Regions from separate parts of the Ovis aries genome. Here region 1 is linked to region 2. A link is a contact called in public Hi-C data. All regions are on one chromosome and are shown on one strand. Each heading gives the region's core, a stretch centred on a gene start, on an enhancer-like site or on the middle of the called end of the contact. The rest is flanking DNA. Distances are from core to core; before and after follow the strand shown.

The links. Hi-C and Micro-C count contacts between places; a contact is called where the count stands out from the background.
Region 1: a contact with region 2 is called in a Hi-C map of mesenteric adipose tissue, with 1.9 times the contacts expected there. The contact joins two enhancer-like sites. A contact is called at or near these places in 8 of 16 Hi-C or Micro-C datasets (hypothalamus, liver, mesenteric adipose tissue and 4 more).

The regions. Positions count from the first base shown.
Region 1 is chr12:51,851,548-51,857,066 of ARS-UI_Ramb_v3.0, reverse strand. All of the region lies in intron 3 of KAZN (kazrin, periplakin interacting protein), which reads left to right. Among named protein-coding and RNA genes, the nearest start is that of TMEM51, 210 kb to the right of the region's middle. Within about 2 kb of position 4,081, at least 11 of the 54 cell types and tissues checked have an H3K27ac peak or open chromatin away from gene starts, as enhancers often do.
Region 2 is chr12:51,773,066-51,778,559 of ARS-UI_Ramb_v3.0, reverse strand. The region is part of intron 4 of KAZN (kazrin, periplakin interacting protein); the gene reads left to right. Among named protein-coding and RNA genes, the nearest start is that of TMEM51, 140 kb to the right of the region's middle. Within about 2 kb of position 2,594, at least 13 of the 54 cell types and tissues checked have an H3K27ac peak or open chromatin away from gene starts, as enhancers often do.

The sequences.
Region 1 (5,519 bases), core at 2,832-5,331, 77 kb before region 2:
TCCCCCAGAACACAGCCCGTAGACCAAAGTGGAAAATTAGGCACATTGGCGTGCGCACAGATTTTAGCCTCAGCAGATAAGCATACCAAGCGTGTCATTAAAGCTGTCCAAAGCAATTGCCGTGGGGATCCTGTGTTTGCTGTGAGTCACTAAGGGCTATAAACACTCCAGAGAGGATGGCAAGCTGTGGTTACAAGGTGTGCGCATGCATGTGTGGGTGCCTGTGTGTATAGTTATTTTTTAAGAATTGACTCTCCGTAAATGTGTTTCATGTTGAGCGCATCAGATGAGTGCCTGTCCAGGAGGAGAAAAGTCAGGATTGCTTCCTATTCTCAAGGACCAGGCCCTCTGTCCCTCTTGGGACAGCTACCATGAAGGTGGGGACTTCAGACTTTCTCTTGTCTGCTGTCTGGATGCCTTCAAGAGAAGCCGGTTAGAAGATGCTGATTGTGGCAGTTCCTTGGAGCCCTCACCACATGGCATTAGCCTAGCCGGTGCTGCCAGAGCCCCAAATTTAGAAGAAATTAACAGCCACAAAGGTGCGACAGGTATGTGCGTCCCACCTACCTAGTGTCCTGGCCCTAAACTGGATGAGGTTATGCCTGGGCCAGGGAGAAGGGGAGCTGGTGGGTTCGGTGTGGCGACCCTCCGAGTGCATCATGCTGGGCTTCGGGGACTGCTTCGGTGAACACTCTCCGCCCAGTGGCCAATCTGCAGGTGCTGACTGCCCTGTCTTTTGTTATCGCCTAGATTTGGAGACTGGCTCAGGCTCCCAGCTTGTTTGGGCTGTAACTTTATCACAGGCATTGTGTTCAGTACCTTTTAATTGTACAGAAGCTTCAGAAAGCTCTCCCCGGGGGCCTGGAGAGAAGTAAAAACAACAGCTGCTGGTTCCTGTATGCTTTATTCCCTCAGCCTTGCCAGGGTACTTCTAAGTTTGAAGTCCTGTGTGCCCAGGCAGGGAAGAATCCTTACTTGTGTTGAGGGCCGCCCAGGAGCCAGGCACTGTGTTACCTGTGTTCCTGTTCTTCTTCCCTGCGGTTTCACTCATCAGCTGACGATGCCTTGAGAGCTACTGGGGCACCAGGAGGAGGCTGTGATGCTCTTTTTTTTCTCATCTTGGGCATAACAGCATCCAGTAAGCTGGGTACCTTTAGAAGGAGGGTCCCTGGGGTCCCAGAAGACAGCCCACGCCTCTAGCCCGGCAAGAATCCAAAGAGGCCAGCTGGCCTGTGACAGGAGGTTTGACCCTGGCCATTTGGAAAGCTGGGATGCAGAGCCCTGAGAGGGAAACCTGGGCCGGGATGGGGTCAATTTACTCCCTCTCCGAAGCTCGGGAACTGAGGCCCGGAGCGAGGAAGGGACCGTGCTCCAAGGTGTCATGTGGGGTAGTTTCCAGGGAGAGACGTGAAAACTCACAAAGGTACTTGGATGTCTTGGCAGAGCTGGGTGCTCTCTCCCTTCACCCTCTTCCCTAGCTCCCTCTGATCTTTTGAAGGGGGCCTCAGACTTTGGGGATCACAGCAGTCTAGGGTGACTGCTAGTATGCACCTTCTCAGGCTTCACCTCAAGATTCTGACTCTGTAGGTCTATGGAAGGGCCTGGGAATCTTGTATTTTGTATCAAGTGCCCTGGGTGAATTTGATGTGGGGTTTCCGTGGATCAGACTTGGAGAACCTCTGCCATTCACTTCTCTGTGAAGTGAAAGTCGCTCAGTCATGTCCAATTCTTTGCAACCCCATGGGCTATACAGTCCATGGAATTCTCCAGGCCAGAATACTGGAGTGAGTAGCCGTTCCCTTCTCCAGCTGATCTTCCCAAACCAGGGATGGGACCCAGGTCTCCTGCATTGCAGGTGGATCCTGTACCGGCTGAGCCACCAGGGAAGCCCACTTCTCTGGGATTCAGTTAATTTTTGAGCAAGGAATGAGGGAGCCGCACACTCTGCTTACCCCCTGCTCCCTGACGTCACCCTTGGCATCATCGTTTTCCCCTCCCACAGGTGAACCAGAGTGGACATCAGGTATCCTATCCTATTCCAATCCCACTTCTTTCTTTTCTAATCTGTTTTCCCGCCTCCACCTCTTCCTGCTCCTCCCCCTCCCTCTCGCCGCCCCCCTGCCCCCACCTTTGCCCAGAATCTCTTAAAAAGAGGCACATGGATTTCTGTCTTGCCCTCTCACAAGACTGTGCTATGCTGAGAAAGCCGCCAGCTAGGCCTTTTTGCTCGGATGTCCTGCTCCGTGTCCTAGGCTGCCACTAGCACTCATGCAACCTTTCACTCCACCAATACTCCTCTTTCCTTGAGCTCCTCCGAGAGGCCAGGTCCTGGGCTGGGTGCTGAGAGTCAGAGGAGACCACATTCTTGACGGTTCATCCAGGCTCTTCAGACTTGGTACCAAACCCACCATCCCGGGCTGCCCCCTCCCCTGCCGCGGGTCCCTTTTGTTGTTAGTCTGAACGCTGCGCCCATGACAGACGTGTTCAGCTGAGTGGCCTGTTCTGTGCTTCCTCTTGGCATCTCTTGCCATGTCCACAGGACAGATGGGAGCCATGGGACTGTTTCTATCACCTTATACCCTGTGGACTTTGTCAGCTTCTTCAGGGTGGGGGGCCAAGAGGCCTGGGTGGCAGAGTGGGAGGTCCCCACTCTGTCTGTGGTCTCCCTCTAGCTGGGAGACCCACCCCCACCAAGCTGGACTGCCTCCTCCCAGCAGCAGGTACAGGGGTCTTTAGATGCGGGCTAGCAATGGCTGCCCTGGGTAGACTGTTTCCCCTCTTTTGTACCCCAGAAGAGAATAGCAAGCAGCCCCCTTTTACAGAAAGGGAAATAGAGGCAGACACTGTGATCTCTTTGGGCCAGAACCATCTTATGGAATTCTCTGCCAAGCTGAAAATGGTCCACTGTCCTGTGTGGTAGCCGCTAGATTTAAAATGTAGCTAGTACGACCACACAGCTGAATTTCAATCTGTTTTAAAGGCCGCATGTGGCCAGTGGCTACGGTATTGGCTGGTGCAGCTGGTCCTGAGTCAGGGCTTGATACTGCAGACGGGGCTATGGCCCATCACAGCTCATGAAGCCCAAGGTGTATTTTCCCACTGTGCCCCTCTAAGGCTGTCCCGCTTCTCCATGTGGTCTCCGGATCACCTGCCTCAAAACTACTCAGAGCTGTTTAGGTTTTTAAGTTCCTGGATCCTCTGCCAAACCTGGACAGTCAGATAGCTATCTAGGGTGGCCCCAGAAATCTTCTCTTTAAACTCATCACCTCCACCCCCGAGGTGATTTTGATCTTTTCTGAAATTTGTGAACCAAAGGCTCCAGCATGTTACATCTTTACTGTCAGGGGGTTTCTCAGCCTCCAGCAGTCCATCAGTGCCTTTCTGCCTTTGTCCCCCCACCCCAACCCCACTACCTGCACCAGGCCAGTGGCTTTCAAGATAGGGTGCCAAGACCAGTAAATCAGCCTCATCTAACAACTTGGGAACTGCAAACCCTCAGCCTGCCCTAGACCTGCGGAATCAGAAACCTAGAGTGAGCCCCACAGTCTGGGTTTTAACAGACCCCTCAAGGCAGTGCTAATGCAGTTATAGCTTGAAACCAATCACTCAGCAAGACTGCTCTAGGAAGCTCCTTCAACTTAAAAATTTCCCCCAAATGTCTTCTGTCTTCTCCTTCCTCTCCCCATCCTGTTTCCTGTTCCCCCTTCCCTCTGTACCCTGGCCTGTCCTCTTTCCAGCTTCCAAGAGCTGCCAAGACCTTTCTGCACCCAGGGACTGCTGGGTGTGTGGCGAGATGATCCATCTGCCTTTTACAAGGGTCTTCGGGGATCCTGGCCTTACACGAGGGGTGGCCCTCATGAGGATGTGACAGGGGAGGCAAGCAGAGCGGTGGCCAGCAGACCGCCACCCCCATCGTCTCTCCCAGAATCCCAGGTGGTGGCCAGCTGTCCACCCGATGCCAGAATCTCAGAAGAGCAGAGGGCCAGATGGGCCAATTTCCCTGGGGCCCCTAGGCCTGCTTCGTGGGGCAGGCCCCTGCTGCTTCCCTTGGCATCCATCAGCCTGAAGGAAGTTGGCACAGCTCACAGCTGTGCTCAACAGACAGCACTTATCTGTTTCATGTCTTCCCAGTGTTTACAGAAAGCAGGGAAGCTGGAGGCCAGCTCAGACATGGCTGTGCTCCTGATCCACTGTGGAACCTTCCTTATGCAGATCATTCACCTCCGAACCCCAGTTTCCTGGTTCCATGAAATGAGATTCGTAGTGCCAGCTTGGCTTAGCTCACAGGTTTGTGATTGCATTTACCCGAGCCTGTGAATCTGGGAGAGTTTTGCACGCTCAGAGGCACCTTGCAAACATGGTTCGTACCACATCAATGCTGGTAAGGGCAGCCCTGTGCCTCGGGGAACCAACTCCTCCTGGTTAACTTGGAACATTGCTGGTTTCAGCACTGAAAGTTCTGTTATTGTTGTTTAGTTGCTAAGTTGTGTCTGATTCTTCTGAAACCCCATGGACTGCAGCCTGCCAGGTTCCTCTGTCCGTGGGATTTCCCAAGCAAGAGCACTGCAGTGGATTGCCTTTTCTTTCATTACCACAGAGCCACCTGGGAAGCCCACTGGAAGTCCTACATTCTGGGAAACCCCTCAGTCCTAGGCAAACTAGAACAGTTGGTCTCCCTGTCTGTACCCCAGTGGCTTCCAGACACTCAGCTTTGGCCGCCATACCCAGCTGCTTTTGCCGTGTAGAAAGAGATCCTCCTCCCAACCCTACCCTCCCAGCAGTGAAGGCTTCACCTGTCTGACTCCTGACCCCCTACCCACCTCCACTGACGGCACTGAGCTTCTGGCTCTGCTCTCACTTCCAGCTCATTCAGGTCTCTGGGCATCGACTGATGGTCTGGCTGACCCACCACTCAGATTCCAGCTGAGCACGTCTTTATTAAATCACGGTTACCCATTTGTGTACTGGATCACTCACTGGATAAATACTCATCAGGCCCTGAGTGGGTACCTGGTACTAACAAGCTGAGCCAAACCAGCCCTGTCCTCATTTCACCTAGGGTTTTCTATCTAGAACCCTTAGCTGGGACCAGAAGGATGCCCTTCCCCAACCTCTCCGTGCATCCGACAAAGTTCCAGGTTCGTCCGCCTGGCAGATGTTGAGTACCTGATCCGCAGCGGTGTGGTGCTAAAGCCGTGAACCACGTCAGCTCCTCTCCTGGATGCTGCTGAGGGGCTTGGGGTCTCCTCGTTGTTCCAGGAACCAGCTGACTCATTCCTACCCCTCACCTTCTCCTTCCTATGTCTCCACCCCGTACAAAATCCAAATTCCACCCTGTCCTGGGCCCCGACCCTGCTGTAAAGTCTGTCTTGCTCATTCCAGCCCCTTTGTGCACAGTCATTGCCTTGCCACAGGGTCCTACCCGGGTGCTTCTCAGGGCCTTCCTCCTGCACTTACCCCCAAGTGGGCAGGGCCACAAGGCACCTACATATCTGGCTCCCTTCGTTCACCTGGAGCAC
Region 2 (5,494 bases), core at 1,345-3,844:
TGATTTTTTGCTGCCACATCTCTGTTAACTGAAGTCACCATCCTCCTAGAAAGGGAGAGGAAAATCAAAGATACAAGAACAAAATAAAAAATGATAATTATCGCTACTGAGACTTTAGGAGGTTGATAAAAATGTGCTTTTCTTCCTCTGCCAAGTTAAGGAGTATTTTCAGAGAGTATTTAAGAGTATTTTCTGGCCTGATGAAGGTCAGAATGTGAGTTTTGTGGTCACAAAAGCTGAGCTCCGAATGAGGCTCAGGTCTGCAGTCATGGCCGCTGATTAACCCTTCATGTCAGGAGTAGACCGACGTGCCTACCCAGATGGCACAGCTGGACGCCAGTCCCCCGGCAAGCCGTCCCTTCATAGTCACAGCCATCTTCACGCCTTTGAAACCCTCCATGGATTAAAGAACTCATCTTCAGGTACTGCTTGGACTGTGAGGTTGGCAGGTTTTATTGTGCCCATTGCACAAAGGAGAACGCCGAGTCTCTGAGATCCCCTGGCTTCCCAAAGGCACATGGCCAGCAGGAGGCAGAGCATCGCCTGAATTCTCAATGTCCTGCTGGGACCCCCACCTGGACTGTGACCTGTGTTTCCCCAGCAGCTGTCCTGAGACTCTGAGGTGACACAGAAGGTTCCCTAGGAAGGCTTGGGGCCTGCAGGGTGTTGGGATCTCATGAGATGGGACCACCAAGCACCCCTCCTCCCCACGCCCACGGCTGGCATCAACCCCAGCCATGCTGCAGCTGCCACTGCCCATCTGGACAAAGTCAAGAGGAAGAGCTCAGACCCAGAGTCCCTGGGCCGGACCCTGTGTCCACCACTTGCCTATATCTTTGCCTATTTCTTTGCTTGTGCACTGGGGGTCATGAAAGTAACTACCTCACAGGATTGTTGCAAAAAAAAAAATTTAGTGAAAACTTACAAAGTGTTTTAACCCAACCCGGGTCTGTATAGTCAAAGCTATGGTTTTTCCAGTAGTCATGTACAGATGTGAGAGCTGGACCATAAAGAAGGCTGAGTGCTGAAGAATTGATGCCCCTGCATTGTGTGGTGTCGGTTGGAGAAGACTCTTGAGAGTCCCTTGGGCTGCAAGGAGATCAAACCAGTCAATCCTAAAGGAAATCAGTCCTGAATATTCATTGGAACGACTGATGCTGAAGCTGAAGCTCCAATACTTTGGCCATCTGAGGCAAAGAGCTGACTTACTGGAAAAGACCCTGATGTTAGGAAAGACTGAAGGCAAAAGGAGAAGAGGGAGGCAGAGAGAGATGGTTGGATGGCATCACAGACTCAGTGGACATGAATCTGAGCATGCTCTGGGAGATGGTGAAGGACAGGGAAGCCTGGCGTGCTACAGTCCATGGGGTCGCAGAGTTGGACGCGAGTGAGCAGCACAGTCCTCCTCCTCTTCATGAGCATCACTGGGGCTGGGGAAGCCCACACAGGCCTGCATTCCTCAAGCTCTGTCTGTGCCTCTTTGTGGACGCTTTGTCCTTTCACTGTCACCGCAGTCACACCGGGAAGTTGTCATGGATTTTCCAGGCAAGAATACTGGAGTGGGTTGCCATTTCCTTCTCCGGGAGATCTTCCCAACCCAGGGATTGAACCCAGGTCTCCCGCATCATAGGCAGACGCTTTACCTTCTGAGCCGCTGGGGAAGTCTCTCTTTTTAAAAAAAAACACCATTTATTTATTTATTTATTTGGCTGTGCCAGGTCTTAGTTGTGGCATGCAGGATCTTCCATCTTTGTTGCAGCATGTGGGATCTAGTTCCCTGACCAGGACTCTAACTTGGGCCCCCTGCATCATGACTGCAAAGTCTTAGCCATTGGACCACAAGGAAAGCCCCAGAAGGTGTTGTCTTTGCCTGTGCAGGAAGAACCAGGACTTTGAATCCAGGACCAACCCCAAGTTCATGTTCCTTCTCCAGCCACAGAAGAAGTAGGGCACACCTTGCCCACACCTGGAACTGCCCCACTTCATTACCGACTCACAGGTGCCCCTAATAGCATGAGGGCTGCCTCCCCACCGAATCATAAGAGCTGGTGTTTACTGTCCCTGTGCTCAGCGACACTCTGAGCCCATTGCGTATACGAAACCAGTCCTTTGAGGTGGAGGCTGTTTCAAAGAATCCACCTGCCAATGCAGGAGACGTAAGAGATGCGGGTTCAGTCCCTGGGTCAAGAAGATCCCTTAGAGGAGGGAGTGGCGCCGTGCTCCAGTATTCTTGCATGAAAAATTCCGTGGAGAGAGGAGCCTGGCAGGCTGCAGTCCATTGGGTTGCAAAGAATCGGACGTGACTGAGCATCTGAGCAAGCAAGCATTCAAGTATGACTTTCCTGCAGAACAGCGCAAGGCTTGGTTCACTGCTTGGTGCATCGTCACAGACTGAACCCCCCTGCCCCACCAGCACCCGGATCTAGAAGTAGAACATGATGAACTTCCTGAAAGCTCTCCTGGGTCCCCTTCCTGTCACTGTCCCCTCTGTAGAGAGCTTCTTCCTGATTTCTCACCGTGTGGATTAATCCCACCCTTTTGAAGTGCCGTAAAGGGAGTGGTACAGAACAGTACATGCTTTGTATCTGGCTTCACTGGCTTGGCATTCTTCCGAGTGGTCCATTCATATTATTCATTGTTTCTCCTGAGATGGAGTTGTCCCCTATGACGGGACCGTGATGGTCTGACACTTCTGCTCGGGGTTGCGTGGGCAGTTTGCAGCCTAAAGCTTCTACGGTTAGTGTAACTCTTCCATGCAGGTCCCTTGGTGAGCATGGATGTGTGTTTATCAGGCAGGCATGGGCTGCGGTAGGACTGTTCAATCCTCTTTTACAGTATGAAAACGTGGGATCTGTGACTGCCTCCAGGTCACACCTCTCCTGAGGGGCCAAACTGGCTTTGAACCCAGACAGTTTAGCTCCAGGATCTGCTTTCTATGGCTGCTCTCCTCTGCTGGAGAGAGGGCATGGCGAGACCAGTCCCCAAATCACTGACCCAGGGAAACTTCCTGAAGGTTCTAGAGGGCCTGATGGACCACCATGAGAGTATGACACCAAAGCCCAGAGAGGGTGTGTGAGTTCCCAAGGCCACACAGCATACTGGCTTGCACCCTCATGTCCTGCCTCCCTGACTTCTGGGCATTCCCTGCCTCCTCTCAGGACCCAGCCAGCACCATGGTCTCATCTGAAATGACCTCACACACTAACATGAGCCTGAATAATAGTTTACACTGTGTGGAGCGTGGAGCCTGTGGGCCGATGCTGTGTTTCCAGAAATCTCCGCCCCCGGAGTCTAGGGAATGTCACAGTTCCGGGCCCATCCCCTGCCACTATTTTTAGTGGTGATCTGGAGGAAGGAGGACTTTCCTGGACTTGCCTTCAGAGTCTGGAAAACAAACACCACCCCCTCCCCACCCTCACCCTCCCAGTTTCCCTGGCAGGAAGTGGGAGCCCAGATTCCCAGGCCTGCCACTCACCCTCCATGCTTCTGGATAAGCTCTGAGCTCTTCAGAGCTGAGGGACAGGCGGCAGCAACAGTGTGCCCCTGCCCTCAGGTAGGACCTCAAACAGCCTGAGACAGGTCCCCTCTGCCCCCCACAGTCTCTCTTATCACACTGTGTCTGCAGGTGTCTGATCCCCTCCTGAGGGTTGGCCTTGCCCTCCGTCTCAAGTTTTTCCAGGGCCGCAGGACTTCTGTGATGGTCCAGTGGTTAAGACCCTGCTTTCCAATGCATGGGGTGAGGGTTCGATCTTTCATTAGGGAATTAAGGTCCCACATGCTGTGGGTGCAAAAAAAAATTTTTTTTAAGAAAAAATTTTTTTACCCAGGGGCACTTTCCTGGTCGTCCAGTGGTTAGGACTCCACACTACCACTGCAGGAGGCGTGGGTTCGATCCCTGGTTGGAGAACGGAGCCACGCGGCAGAAAAAAATTGTTTTTCCCATTGGGAGCCCCAGGCATCTCTGCTTGAGACAGACACTCTCCAGGTGGCTCCTCCTCTCATCGCCCCTCTGCCCAGGCTCCCAGACAGCCTTCCAACCTCATGCACTTGTGTCCTCTGCTCAGACTCCCCCAAGAGGGCGCCCCTTCCCTCCCAAGACCACCTGGTCCCCTTAGATGGTGATGACTGTTAGAATGGTACTAAAATACAAGCCAGCAAGCACTGTCAGGCATAGTTAGAGCTCTTACTTTGCTTTAATGCTCACCCCAGTACAATGAGATAGAAGCTGTTATCCTTCTTTACACATGAGGAAAAGACATAGATTGGTTAAGGAATTTACCAGAGCCACACAGCTCATGAATGGTGGAGCTGGGCTTAGGACCCAAGTCTCTGTCTGCAGAGCTTGGTTCCTCAGCCATGCCTGGACCCACTTTCCTGTGTTACCTCCTCTGTGGGCACCTGCTCAGATGAGCAGTCCAGCCCCCATGCAAGGCTCATAGGCATGGTTGGGTAATACGATTAATTGCCAATATTGAAAAATAAGGAGATACTTAAATCTAGATTATGGAATTTTCTACAAGAGTCAGCAGGTACAGTAACCCTGGGCCCCATTCAGTCATGGAACAGCTGCCCTTCCTTTCTTACGATGATCCCTGGCAGGCCTTGTGGTTGTCGAATGTTCTAGCATGGGTGTGGTGTCCTGTCTTGAGCCCCTAAGCTGGAGAATCAGGGAAGGAAGAGGCACCTTGAGATAGCTGGCAATTGTGAGCACGCCCGCATCCCCACTGTCAAGCCACCAAGTCATCACTCCCCCTACTTTCTTAACCTGCATGGACCATGCCTAGTGCCAGCTCCTGGAAATACTGTCAGATGAGGCTCACACCCTGCCTTCAAGCAGCTTCTAGGCTAGTCTGGGGGGCAGGAAGATCCTGAGCTGTCCCTCTGTCCCCAGGCTGCTGGTACACATCCCTGTGGGGAAGACAGGGCTCCCCTGCAGTGAGTAGAAGCCTGAGCTGTGGACTTTGGAAACCCAGAAAGAAACTACCCCAAATTCAAAGAAGAGAGAAAGGCAGGCATTCCCTGGCAGAAAGGCAGGGATATGTAAATGTCACTTCCTCTCAACAAGCTCAGTCTATGTCATATTAGATGGTGGCGAGTTCAGCACAGAAAAAATGAGTGAGGAGAGTGTCCAGGGAAGGCTTTGCTGAGAAGTTGATGTTTTAGTCAAGACCTAGAGGAGACAGGAAAGGGACCACGGCGGGGAACAGCCAGCCCAGACATGCTGAGGGAATAGGCATGAACCAGGAATAGTGAGGAGCAGTGGGGCAGGGATGGTCGGGGAGATCATGAGATGGGGGGTTGGGGGATGACAGGTCACATGGCCCTGATGGGTCATTCTAAGGACTTTGCTCGCACTTGAGTGAGATGGGCTGTAGGGGAGGAGCAGAGAAGTGACGTGATCTGACTTGCATGTTAAGGGGACACTCCCTGCTGAGCTGACATAGACTTTAGGGCTGGGAGACCAGTTAGGAGGCCACTGCACAATGCAGTCCCA